Regions from separate parts of the Ovis aries genome. Here region 1 is linked to region 2. A link is a contact called in public Hi-C data. All regions are on one chromosome and are shown on one strand. Each heading gives the region's core, a stretch centred on a gene start, on an enhancer-like site or on the middle of the called end of the contact. The rest is flanking DNA. Distances are from core to core; before and after follow the strand shown.

Evidence for each region. A called contact is a pair of places that touch in the nucleus more often than the background predicts.
Region 1: a Hi-C map of tail adipose tissue shows a contact between it and region 2, with 2.0 times the contacts expected there. The contact joins the enhancer-like site here to the promoter of PLXDC2 in region 2. A contact is called at or near these places in 4 of 16 Hi-C or Micro-C datasets (muscle, retroperitoneal adipose tissue, skin fibroblasts and 1 more).

What each region holds. Positions count from the first base shown.
Region 1 is chr13:20,743,544-20,750,351 of ARS-UI_Ramb_v3.0, forward strand. The region is part of intron 1 of PLXDC2 (plexin domain containing 2); the gene reads left to right. Among named protein-coding and RNA genes, the nearest start is that of PLXDC2, 60 kb to the left of the region's middle. Within about 2 kb of position 1,373, at least 7 of the 54 cell types and tissues checked have an H3K27ac peak or open chromatin away from gene starts, as enhancers often do. A contact at or near this core is called in tail adipose tissue, where this site is marked.
Region 2 is chr13:20,682,831-20,689,421 of ARS-UI_Ramb_v3.0, forward strand. PLXDC2 (plexin domain containing 2) reads left to right here and starts at 4,603. Exons shown (of 14, transcript XM_027976593.2): 1 at 4,603-5,575. The coding sequence starts at 5,464.

The DNA of each region.
Region 1 (6,808 bases), core at 123-2,622, 57 kb after region 2:
CGGGTCCCTCATTGTCTCCTTTGAATATAGATAGAACAAACTGAAACTTGGTCTGAATTGCCCAAGATGAGAGCTAACATTTGAACCCAGGCAAACCGGCTATTAACCACCATTGGGATCTGACTTCACGATCTGACTTCATGCTTTCTCGTAGTGAGGGATTTCAAATGAGAGAGACAGCCGGTCTGTTTTATTCACTCCTAAATTGACAGTGCTTAGATGCCTGCCTGGTACATATTAAGCATGAAGTGAAGTGAAGTGAAGTCACTCAGTCGTGTCCGACTCTTTGCAACCCCACAGACTGTAGCCTACCAGGCTCCTCTGTCCATGGGATTTTCCAGGCAATAGTACTGGAGTGGATTGCCATTGCCTTCTCCAGGGGATCTTCCCAACCCAAGGCTCGAACCTGAATCTCCTGCATTGTAGACAGACACTTTACCATCTGAGCCATAAGCATAATAAATATTAATTAATAATAATTTAATAGATATTTGTTGAAGGAGTACCTTTTCAGGGATAATTAGGCTGAAATGCTCATTTAGAATAATGGGTGAGTTATTTTTCTTTAGGAGGAATTGGTGATTTTCTGAAGAAAATCAGGCATTTCTGAGACTATTAACCATAACAGAGTCCTGAAAGTGAAGGACGGCATCTGTCAAGGCAACTGACTTGAAGTAGAGGAAAAAATCGCAGGCTTTGGCCAAGGCAAATTCATCCTTGTGGTGAAGTTCAATCCTATAATGCTGAGTTCCCAGAAGTCAAGAAAATACTGAGATTAAGTTTGGGGAGATCACAAAATATCACTAACTGGACAGTGGTGACAGCCCTGTTAGAGAATGCAATAGGCCAGAAAAACATTGAAACCTGGCAGGAATGAAAATCAGGACAGGGGATGAATCTGTGGCTTCTTGAAGAGAATCAGCCCAGCAGAGATGGTGTCAATCTTTAGTTCTTTTATCCTAAGAACACCCTGTACTTATTTCTGTGTTTTTGTAGTTTTGCCCTTAAATGCCTAGTAAAATTCTCTGAAAAATTTCGACATTGGCTTAGCTCAACTCAGTAGAGAAGCGTCTCAGCCACACCTAGACAAATGTGGTTTGGAGCCTTGGAATGTTCCAGAGGGAGAGGGCGGCAGCTATTGAGTTGGGCAACAGGGTGGAGTGAGGGGCTGCAGGGCGGAGACTTAGGATCAAGGTGGGGGTAGTTGAGGTTGGGTAAATGCCCATGACCTCCCTCCAGGGTATTCTCCAGCCATGAGGCCCTGTGGTCACGGGACATAGATTTTTCTCTGGGCTAAGTCAACCCAAATGTAGAGCACTGCATTTTGTTGCACCCTGAGAAATGCTTTTAAAGTTTCTCTGGATCTGTTTGAAGGTCACCAGGATATGAGGAGGAGTCTGGGACTGTTTTGTTAACTCCCCTTTTCCACTTGTCTGATCTTTATGCTGATTCAAATGATTGCACAAACTCCTCACAGAACATTTTGGCTGTTTACACAAAGAATTGTTTTGACAGAAAACCTCCTAATACTGCAAAAGGGTCTTTGCTGGTTCAAAACAAGGGTGTTCATGCAGTGTTTTTATCACGTGTGCCAAAGTGTACTGCGGTTCAGGGCTGATGCTTGCCCTCGGAATTCCCAGAGTTCTTTGCTGCAGAGGATAGGATTGGGGAGGGGTGCCCAGAGGAGCGCTGGGAACAGGACAGCTTTGCTCGTGGAAAGTTGCCGGGGCTATGCTTAATGTATTATACACCTAGCAGAGCTGTATGCTTGTTTGTTTTCTCTTTTGTAGAAGATCTGTGTAAAACTTAGAGGTAATATGGATCTAACATGGAATTCTACTTGGGGAGAATTCTTTAATCCAGTGTTTTTCAATACTTACAGTGATTCTGGAATTGATCCCAAAAGTTTATTTAAAAAAGATCATAATGTAAACAATGTATCAAATTTGTTCTTTCATTAAACATTACTTCTTTGGTATTACAAAGATCTATTTCCACTACAAAATGGGATTAGGTGGGGGTGGGGGTGCCATTGTGGTATTTTGTACTGCCTTAAATGATCTGGAGTCAGGAGAGGTTTGAGAGTCAATCCTTGGAACAAACTTGCAATTCTTATGAGGCTATATGATAAAAGATCCAGAGAGTTGTTTGTTTCTTTTAATCATGGAACCAGGTATCCATATTCTTCAAATTTCAGACCTATCTGTGGGTAGCCAAGGAAAAGCAGGTGGTAGAACATTTAACCTACAGCTTTTCTTACTGAAGATAAACATACCCCAATAAATAGCTGGTTTGCACAGTTAAACACACTTATGATTGCAGATGTCTATAGTTGCTTACGGCAGCCAGTGAACTCAGTGAAAAGAATATTCTTACCAATGGTCTGAAGAATGAGTGGCATTTTCTGGGACAGTTGCTAGAATAGCTGCAATATAAATAAAGATTTTCTCTAACGTGTTTGTGTGTGTGTGTGTGTGTGTGTGTGTATGCACGTGCATGGGTGCGTGGGCACACAAGCTAATTGCTGTTCCATTTCTTCCAGAATGCTCAGCTAAATACATATGGGATTTAGACTTCTTGCTGTGAATTTGTGTCTTACAGTGGATATGGAAATACGAGTTAATGTAATTAGTTCAACTTTTCCAGGGAATCAACAGCAAAACTTCTGTTTCCTTGAACTGTAAGATTTCCTTCAAGGTAAAATTCGAGTTCGTGAGATTTTATAATCTCTCATTCAGTCATATAAAATATGGGGCATTTTAATTGAGAGCAAAGCTCAGCATGTTGATTCTCTTGATATAGGCACAAGCACTCAATGCAGATTTACTCCTGAAAGTTTTGGTAACTGTTTCCCTTTTGACAACAACAAAAAAATCTTAGCATTTATTTGGAGCTTGTTGTTCCAATGTACTCCACAAAGTTAGATGGTAATCAGTGGTCGAGATTATGAGTCCAAAATATGGTCCATAATTGATCCTTCCCCATTTCTTATTTTCAAGTCTTATTTGCCCTATGGTTCTGGGAGAGTGCAAAAGGAACTAGAAGGGGGGAAAAATAGGTTATGTGGGAGGGATTTAGGATTACAGAGTAAGAGATCTTTTCCTTTTGTGGTAAAATGAGTTTTGCTAACTTCAGAGGATTATTTTGAAACTAATAAGAAAAACGTGTATCAAGATTGAAAAATCTTTGTAGAAACTAGATTATATTCTCCTGCTTGACTGTGGTGAAATGTATACAAAACTGTAATGTCTGGTTTCTCAACCAACATTGTGCTAGTTGGTCTAGTTTCCTCAAAATAACAAAAGATTTTTAAAAATTTAAAAAACAGATTTTCCTTCAAGAGGAAACAAAACATCAGTAAATGTGAATCGTTGTGACAGAATCACTCCTGAGCGTGTCTAGTTATAACAACCACAATATATTGGGTTTTTTTTTTTCATTTAATTTCACAATTTCTCAGATTCCTGATTATGACATTAATCTCTTGGCTGCTGCTGCTGCTGCTAAATCGCTTCAGTCGTGTCCGACTCTGTGCGACCCCATAGACGGCAGCCTACCAGGCTCCTCCGTCCCTGGGGTTCTCCAGGCAAGAACACTGGAGTGGGGTGCCATTTCCTTCTCCAATGCATGAAAGGGAAAAGTGAAAGTGAAGTCACTCAGCCGTGTCCGACCGTTAGTGACCCCCTGGACTGCAGCCTACCAGGCTCCTCCATCCATGTGATTTTCCAGGCAAGAGTACTGGAGTGGGGTGCCATTGCCTTCTCAGAATCTTTTGGCAGATGGAAGCATTTCTGCCTCTTAATAACTGTTCACTGTTGTCAGGTTAAATATTATCTTTTGGCTAGGTTACAGTTGTGAAAGTTGAATTTCTCATCAGTGATATTACATTGCAGGTTCTTAAGAAATGTCATACAAAACATTTCATCTTTTGTTAATTAAATTAACATTAGCTATAGGTTGCCTAATTGAAACCTAGAAAACAGATGATTTAATTTATATTGCAAATTCAGGGATGTGCTACTACTACTACTAAGTCGCTTCAGTCGTGTCCAACTCTGTGCAAACCCATAGACAGAAGCCCATCAGGCTCCCCCGACCCTGGGATTCTCCAGGCAAGAACACTGGAGTGGGTTGCCATTTCCTTCTCCAATGCATCAAAGTGAAAAGTGAAAGTGAAATCGTTTAGTCATGTCCGACTCTTAGCGACCCCATGGACTGTAGCCCACCAGGCTCCTCCATCCATGGGATTTTCCAGGCAAGATTACAGGGATGTGCAAATGACCTCAAAAGTTCTCTATGAAGAACTATATAAAAGTTCTTTATATCCCACTGAATACAAAAAGATTGAATTCTGTGGAGAGAAAATGAGAATAGCAATATTCTGGTTAAAACTCTTTAATTTTTAGATGACCAAAATATGGCAGGGGGCTTCCCTAGTGGCTCAGATGGTAAACAATATGTCTGCTTTGTGGGAAACCGGGGTTCGATCCAGGGGTCTGGAAGATCCTCTGGAGAAAGGAATGGCAACCCACTCCTGTATTCTTGCCTGGAGAATTCCACGGACAGAGGAGCCTGGCGAGCTATAATCCATGGGGTTGCAAAGAGTTGGACACAACTGAGTGACTAATGCACACACACAAAGTAAGGCAGAGAAAGAGGGAGATTAAATGATTTTTCCAATCCGTGCAGATAAGTAGCATCAGCACTGGGACTACATCAAGCTTTCCTGGATTATCATTATTTCTATATATTGTATTCAAATGCAACTCTCTAGTTTGCTCTTTGCCCACAAAATTCATCCTCCATTTCTTTCAGGGTTATATAGTGTTTAGTTGGGCACATGGCCGCCTGAAGAGCAATGATTTTTTTTTTTTTTCTTACCTACCTATTTGTCCAGGTATGACCATGTGACTAGGTTTATGCCAATTATAGAAGTGATATTTGCAGTGCCTACATCATTGCCTAGAAATACTGCTTCCCATCCAAGGGGGTTAGGATGGAGGGCTGATAACCCAGCTTCAACGAGGAATTCAAAGACAATGCCATAGCAGAGAATAAAGTCAAAGGGAGCTGGGTCACTAGGTAACTTCATGGAGCAAAATCACTCACTCCCCCTTAATTTCTGTCTCCCTCTTTTATAGTGGTTAAAATACATTCTATAAAACATTGATATGTTTTCCTTCCTCTTCCTTGGTCTTCAGCAGGGGTTAACATCAGTGGAAGAATATGTGCTCCTTAACCTAATGCCAGGTACCTTGGGATGGGAGGAGCTTAAAGCAGCCTCAGGTAACATTGCTGTAGCAGATATTACCTGAATCAACCTTGCTTTTTTGGGAAGATGCATTGGAGAATATATGTATGGATAAGTGAAGATACCTAGAATGGGGTTGAGCAAGAAAGAATTTGGCAAAGGAATAAAAATGTCAGAAATACCACTTAGTAAATTAGAAATTTTGTATTTCCTACAAAATATCAACATTAGATATCAATATTAGATATGTTTAAATATAAATACTTGGAAAATATCACATGACCATCACTTACACTTTTCATCAGACTTGACATTTTATTATTCATGGTCTTATATAAAAACTGAAGACTGGAATTATATTATTTTCCCACTTTAAAAATGTTTATGAATTTTGATTTACATTTTAAATTAAAGAATTTTTAAAAATACACATCTAGAATGTTATCTTTATAAATGCTCTTTCCCACTTTTTAGATTTTTAAAAAATGTATATAATTTTTGAAAAAGGAATAAACATTAAAAAACTTTGCAAGTTGCACACTGCATAAATAAATGCCAGGTTAAGTCAAGTTTAAGTAGAATAATTTTGGAGGGAATGATGGAATTCCTAAAGAAAAATCTTTGGATAACTACAGTGCTCAATTCTAGGCAAACGCCTATAATATATAACGTGCTCATTGGCATTTGGATCATTTAATCCATCAATGAGCTAGCCTGACCTGCAATATTTAATTGAAGCTAGAGTGGAAAGTCTTTCTGATTTATTAATCTCACTGCATAGTTTTCACAGCTCAATTTGTTTTTATTGCTCAAGCAAATTTTTTTGAGTTTTTTTTTCCTGCTAATATTTTTCAGTTTCAAATCACCCTGTCCTCTTTGGCATATTAGCAAGGACTATCAAATGAACTCTGGCTTTTTCTGAGTGTCATGCTATTTTGAAATAGCTCTCAATAGGTATTTTAATTTTCTTTGAGAATTGACGGCAAACTTGAGTCACAGCGTGGGGAAGCTAGAACATCAGGATTCTCTCCAACATATGTAGAGAATGATTCCTTTGTATCATATTGTCTTCTAAACTTCTTTAGTTTTCATTGATGCCACTGTCTTTGGTATACTGACCAGTCTTTAGGCAGGCGAGAATTCTACTACTGAACCACCCATGCAACCCTGACCAGTCTTTAAAGTCAGCGAGCTCTTCTTATCTCTGCCGATAGTATCAGCCAGAGAATCATTGCAGAATCTGGGGATCCAAATTTCTTAGTCACCTGTAAAGAAAAATACTTCATTTAGAGGAATAAAACAATACAAGGACAACTAATTAGAACTCTGAGAATTGCAACTTTGCAGAACACCATTAAGAAGAAAATGCAAAGTATAGGCCTGATTACACTACAGATTTTTAGGCTCTCATTAGCATCAACGACCTATGAAATATTGCATGGGTAGCATAGTGCTGGGCTTATGAAATGCATTCAGCTGAGGTTTGCTGTTTAAAATGCAAGTTCTTATTTATCCAGAACATCTAGATGCCATGTTTCATGAATTCAGGCAGTCTAT
Region 2 (6,591 bases), core at 3,353-5,852:
GCAGCAGCAGTCTATTTTAATAATTTGTTTTCTACTATTTTGAACTACACATTTTTGTACTTTGCAATTTACTGGTCAAAAAACTTTAGCTTATTAAGATTCAGAAGACAGTATAAACATGTATGCCATTTTAATGCAGTATGTTATTTCATTATGAGTGAGCCAAATATAATTATATTTTAATTTCATCTAAATGGTAAATGTACTATTGACATGAGGATAAAAGGCATTAAGTACTCTTGCATACTTAATGTCCCTGAAAAAAAATAAGAGTGCTACTGGCTGTCATGTAATTTTTTAAATGCTTATTTCATTCAAAATACTCTATTCATAAAAATTTTACTTAAGATTATAAAAGAGCAAAAAGCTGAAATATCCAGAAATAGTATAATGAATTCTCAGTTGATTCTGAGAGCAGAAGTCAAACAAGGTGAATAAGCAACAAGGAACTACCCTATTGTCCCAACAATCCTACGACTGGGCATATACCCTGAGGAAACCATAACTGAAAAAGACACATGTACCCCAATATTCACTGCAGCACTATTTACTATAGCTAGGACATGGAAGCAATCTAGATGTCTATTAACAGATGAATGGATTAAAAAGTTGTGGTACAATGGAATATTGTACAATGGAATATTCATATATGTATATTTCATGTATACAATGGAATATTACTCAGCCATAAAAAGGAATGCATCTGAGTCAGCTCTAGTGAGGTGGAGGAACCTAAAGCCTATTATACAGAGTGACGTAAGTCAGAAAAACAAATATTGTATATTAACAAATATATGGAATTTAGAAAGATGGAACTGAAGAACTTATTTGCAGGACAGCAAGGGAGATACAGACAGAAAATAGACTTGTGGACAAGGTGAGGGTGGAGAGGGTGGGGGAAGGAGAGGTTGGGATGAACTGAGAAAAAAAATCAGCCAAGATGAAGAAAGCACTCTTGTAATTGTGTGCTAAAGATAAAAAGATTGGTTTTATCAAATGGTGACGGAGAGGAAATGACTTAGACCTGGAGGAAAAGGTCATAATATTAGATTAGGACTGAAGGAAAGGAATCCACTAATAGTAATTTCCCTTTTGTTGTTGTTCGCTCACTCAGTCATGTCTGATTCTCTGTGACCCCATGGACTGAAGCGCGCCAGGCTTCCCTGTCCTTCACCATCTCAGAGTTTGCTCAGATTCATGTCTGTTGATTTGATGATGCCACCCAACCATCTCATCCTCTGTTGTTCCCTTCTTCTCCTGCCTTCCCTCTTCCCCAGCATCAGGGTCTTTTACAGTGAGTCGACTCTTTGCATCAGGTGGCCAAAGAATTGGAGCTTCAGCTTCAGCATCAGTCCTTCCAATGAATATTCAGGGTTGATTTCCTCTAGGATTAACTGGTTTGATCTCCTTGCTGTCCATGACAGCAATTGTATAAAGTTTTAACAAGTCCTATTAAAATAGACAAAAACTATTTCCTGAAATAATAAAAAATAGGTTACAATAAATAATGAGTACCCCCCACAGCCTGTATTACATCTCAATTCTTTTCCAAGTAAGCATGATGGTTTCTTGAGTATCCTGTTAGCCAAGTTTCAATTTAGGAGAGATGACAAAGTTGGAGGTGGGATGAGATGGGTAATTGTAATTACCTTCAGGTAGATAGTATTGCACTTGGAATGTGCAGAAATGGCTCTGAAGGTCAGTATACAAAAGGGGCTGTGAACAGGGCTGAAATCTGTATAAACATTACCTCAGGTGCTAATGAACACCCAAAGTTCTCTGTTGGCGAGAGTGATTCTCACGTACAATTTTAAGATCTTAAAAGGAGGGTGTTCAGTGAATTTCAGATCTTTTGTCATGGACAAGGAACTCAAGCACTGCTCCATGAAGATTACTGATTCATTTGTTCCTTGAGAGGTTAGTTAAAATTAGGCCAGTGAGTAAAAAACAAACAAACAAAGAAAATCCCAGCAATTCAGTTCTTATAACTACAGTACATAGAAACAAACCTCACTCACTGTAACTCTTCTCTTTCTAGTAAGATGGAAGATGAAACTTTTTCCTTAGAGACATCTTAATTTGTTTCCCTCAAAGTGAAATAGATTATTCTGTGGTGAAATATGTATGGCAGACTTAGATCATTTAGCCCACAAAGTATACTACTTTTAATTAGGAGGATTTTATATGAGTAATGAACTTTCCATTTCACCCTGAACATACCATCCTACATACATCTTAGTTATTTGTCACCTGCTATAATGTAAAGGAAAAATAATTTTTAACAAATAATCATTGGTTGACATTTAAGGCAATGTACCAAAGCCTAACTTTATTATGATGGTGCACTTCTTTCTTAGTTCTGAGCACTAAATCATCACGCATGATTGAATTTTGCTTACCTGCATCTTCTCCCATACTTAAGCATTTTCTGTGTGGGCTGCTCTTCAGAGTAAGACTGACTTATTCATAAGATATGAGTAAAATGAAACAACACCAGTAAGATAGACAAAACCCACAGAAGCCTCTCCAGAGTCACTCTGAATTACCACTTGGCTCCCTTCCAATTTTTGGCATCAGATTTCCTCTTAGGGTATATAGCTTCCATCAGAAGGGCAAAGCATTGCTGAAAACAACCCAAAATAAGTACTGCTAATTTGCACATATAATAATAAAGGAAAGAAAGAAAGAAAATGATACCGGTGGGGGGGGGGGGGGAGGCAGGGACTTGTTTCTTCTTTGAAAAGCAGGAAACACCCATTTTTCTACTGTGAAAGGGGACGGGAAACACTCCAGCCTAAGGAAGAGATGCTCTTGAAATGGCTCCTGCTAGGTCCCCATGATTTTACGTATAAATGGGACATGGAGCTGCACTGAATGTTTTATTTCTTTAGGGATTCATGAAGTAGTGAGGTCATCAAGGATACAGAGGGAAAAAAAAATCAATGTTAATTAAATGACAATCAGATTTTGATAGGAAGATTAGTTTTTCAACTTAATGTTAAATAGATAAGAATCTCAGGTACTCAGCTTTGGGTGTAAGGTTACCCAGAACTTAAAAACGATTGGCTGGGTAGAAGTAAAAGAACCAGGTTTTGTAAATAAGGTGAGGAGGGACAATCAACTGGTTGGAAGAAAACTCAGGAGAGAGCAAAGAGCATAAAAAAGTGTGTGCGCATAACATTTGCAAAATAGCAAGTTGAGTATGGGGTTGAGGACAACACGGTACACTTTTTGTTTCTCTTCTGCTCACCAGCCAAGTGACCATGAGAGAGGCATTCTTTGGGCATCAAATTGGAAGAGTAGTTTAATTATCTGGCTCCACTTCCAGTGGGTATTGAGACAAAATTAAGGTGGTTATGGATGGCACCCATGAATTTTTCAGAGCATGGAAAAGACTAACAGGACCGTTCGCACTTGTGCCACGGAGGCGACTTCTCCATTTGATTTGGAATGCCTTCTCTCCTCTTCCTTCCCTCTCTTCTCTTTAAGAAGCATAAAGTCATGTACAGCGTGCTAGGCACTGTTCTCAACTCTTTCATTATTCCCTATTAACGCATTTAATCCAATGCAACCACCTTTTAAGGGTATAACTACAAATCTCCCCATTTGACGGATGGGGAACTGAGACTCTAAGGAAAACAAAGCCATTTAGCTAATCAGTAGGGGAGGTGGAATCCTAACTCAGTCTGGTTCTAGAATTTTAACCGATGTGCTGCTTCCCTTTCTTTCTTTGTAAATCTTTACCCCAATTAAAATAAAGTTAACTATTCAAAACAAGACGTAGACTATTGAGAGGGCTGGAAAGGGTTAACGCTGAAGCACTTCCGCGAGCTGAAAAAACAAAAACAAACGAGCTAGCGAAAGCCAGTTAAAGCCCCCGTAGGAAATTCTGTGGGCCTCCTGTTTCTTTAAACTCTCGCTTTCGCTCCCGCTGACACTTTATAACAAAGCCGCCGTGGCGGGTCCGAGCCGCCGCGCGCTGCCGCGGCCCCGCGGGTCTGGGGTCTGCAAGGGCTTCGCTGGGTCAGTAACCGAATTGGCTTGGGTTTGCTTTCTCCGCACCCCCCACCTCCGCCGCACACGCCCTCCTAGGAATGGCGAGCTGTAATTAACCCTTTAGCGCCCAGGAAGACCCCGTCGGCGGCGAGTGGCCCCCGGGTCGGCTGCTGGGCCGCAGAAGCCCCGCAGACGGGCGCGAGGGCCGCCCAGAGCCAGGTGGGTGCGGGCGCTGCAGGCTCGCCGCCGGTGGGGGCGAGCCGAGTGCGGGGATGGCGCCCGAGCGGCGCCGAGGTGCCGTCCGGCATTCCCCTCCTCGTTCGCCTTTCTTGCCTCCTCTCCCGGAGCTCCTGGCCGCCGAGCTGCCAGGGGCACGCCGGGCTGGAGTTGCCCTCTCACTCCCCCTTGCTTTCCTCCCCGGGTTTAATCTCTCGGTGACTCCTCTGCCAGCCCCGAGGAAAGTGCAGCCATTGGACAGGTCGGTGCTAGCTGCCGGTTTCGGGGAGGAAGGTGGGAGACGCCGGGAGGAGCGAGGGGGAGGGAAGGGGGAGGCGGGAGGAGGGTGCAGCGGCGGATCTAGCAAATTGCGAGCCGCCTTCCCTCCCCAAAGTGTGGAGCAGGAGCGCGGGGGAGCGCGGCGGCGTCGGCGGCGCCTCCTCCGCCACCAAACTCCGGGGCTCGGGGCCACCTCCTCCTTCGCCAGGAGGATCCCTATCCCAATAGGTTTCAGCCTGACTTTTTCCTCCCGGTTTCTCCCCCCCACCCCCCGTGTCCCAGTACATTTTTCTGCCTTCGGACCTCAGACTGCTGCAGCCTGAGCCTTCCCAAGGCTCAGTTCTTAGGGGTTTCTCATCCCTCCCGCTGCGGGCGAGGACGCGCGCCCTGCGTCGGGCGAAGAAAAGAAGAAAAACTTGTCGGAGGGCTTTCGCCAGCCCGCTGTTAACCCCCTTCCCGCAAACCTAAGCCTCCTTGGGGGGGCCATCCCAAGACGGGAAAGTTCCTTCCGAGCCAACAGCCCTCTTGGATTTGGAGGAGGCACCCGCGCCGGCTGTGGAATTAGATCTGTTTTGAACCCAGTGGAGCGCATCGCTGGGGCTCGGAAGTCACCGTTTGCGGGCACCGGGGTGGCGCTGCCTGTGCGGAACAGAGAGTTTGCCAGCCCCAGCTGCAAGTGGCCTCTCGTCTCCGCAGTTGTTGTTCTGTGTCCGGGGTGAGGACTGCGAGTGTTGTGGCAAGTTGTGAAGGGAGACCTGGAGGTCCGGAAAGGACTGCGCTCCGCTTGCACTCCCTTCTTCCTCGTCCAGGCTCCTGGGTGTGCAATCCCAGAGAAATTTACAAAGGCCTCTGCATCCCTCCGAGACCGGTCCGCAGCATTCAGCCCCGTTGTCCCCATTCCCAACGGGAGCCCCGGAGCAGCACAGGGCGCCGGGAAAGGACTGGCGGGGAGCGGGAGATCGCGGCGGCGGCATGGCGAGGTTCCGGAGGGCCGACCTGGCTGCTGCGGGAGTTGTGTTACTTTGCCACTTTTTAATGGACCGGCTTCAGTTCGCTGAAGGGAAGCCTGGAAATCAAGTCAATGGTAAGGTGCACTTTCGCTTGTTGCTTTCCTGCCCAGTCGAAGACCTCTCTGGTACCCAGTTCTCCACCCACCTCCACTCCATCTATCTGCCCTTGGTAAAGTTATTGCAATTGCATTTCAAGTAAACTTGAGCTTCTCAGATGAGCAGAAGGTTGGCTGGATGAGTAGGGTAGTACGAACTGAGGGTTTTTCTTAAGGATTTACCACTTGCGGTAAGCAGGGGATGGTACTGTCTTCCCCCGAGGCGTCCTGAGAGGGCTCGGGTGTTAGAGCAAACCTTCCCGCAGATACCTCCCTAGGACGCATCCCGGTCTGCGTCCTCCCGGGCTCCTCCTCCTTCCCTCCTCTTTGCCTCCTGCCGAGATAAACTAAGGGGGTGCATTGTGGCGGATGTGGTGGCAGCCGGGGATTGCAGCGCTCCCCTCTGCTGGAGAAAATTCCCTGTGGCCGCACCTTCCTCCCGCAGGCGGTCCCAACCTCTGCTCGCTCTTGCTATCTGGGGCTGAGCCGGCGCTGGAAGTGGGGCGGGGTGGGTGCGGCGGGACACCGGGGAGGAGAGGAGGTGGCAGAAGTGGGGTGGACGCGCCTCTGGAGACCAACCACCCGCCCCATTGTCCTCCGCCGGCCGGCTTCGCGGACAGGCCTGAACGTGCAGGGGTTCCTGCGAGTGGCCTGGCTCTGCCCCCGCGCGGAGCCTGGGAGCTCCGCACAGCCCAGAGGCGGCGCCCCCTGCTCGGGCGGCTGCGCCAGCCAGGTGCGCGTCCAGCCCAGGACCGCGCCCCCGGGGTCGAGCGCTGAGCGGGCGATGCAGCCCTCGGCCGGGGGCCCGCCGGCTTCTCCCGGCCAGGTTCTGCGGAGCGGAAGGTCCAGCTGCCTTCCGGGACCCTGTCCACCGTGAACCGAGTATCTGCTCCCCATTTCGCCCCGCCCCCGGCCCCCCCCCCACCCCAGAAATGCATAGACTTTGAGAGTAGGTGAATGAGGAAAAAACACGAGAAATAAACGCTAGCTGGTTA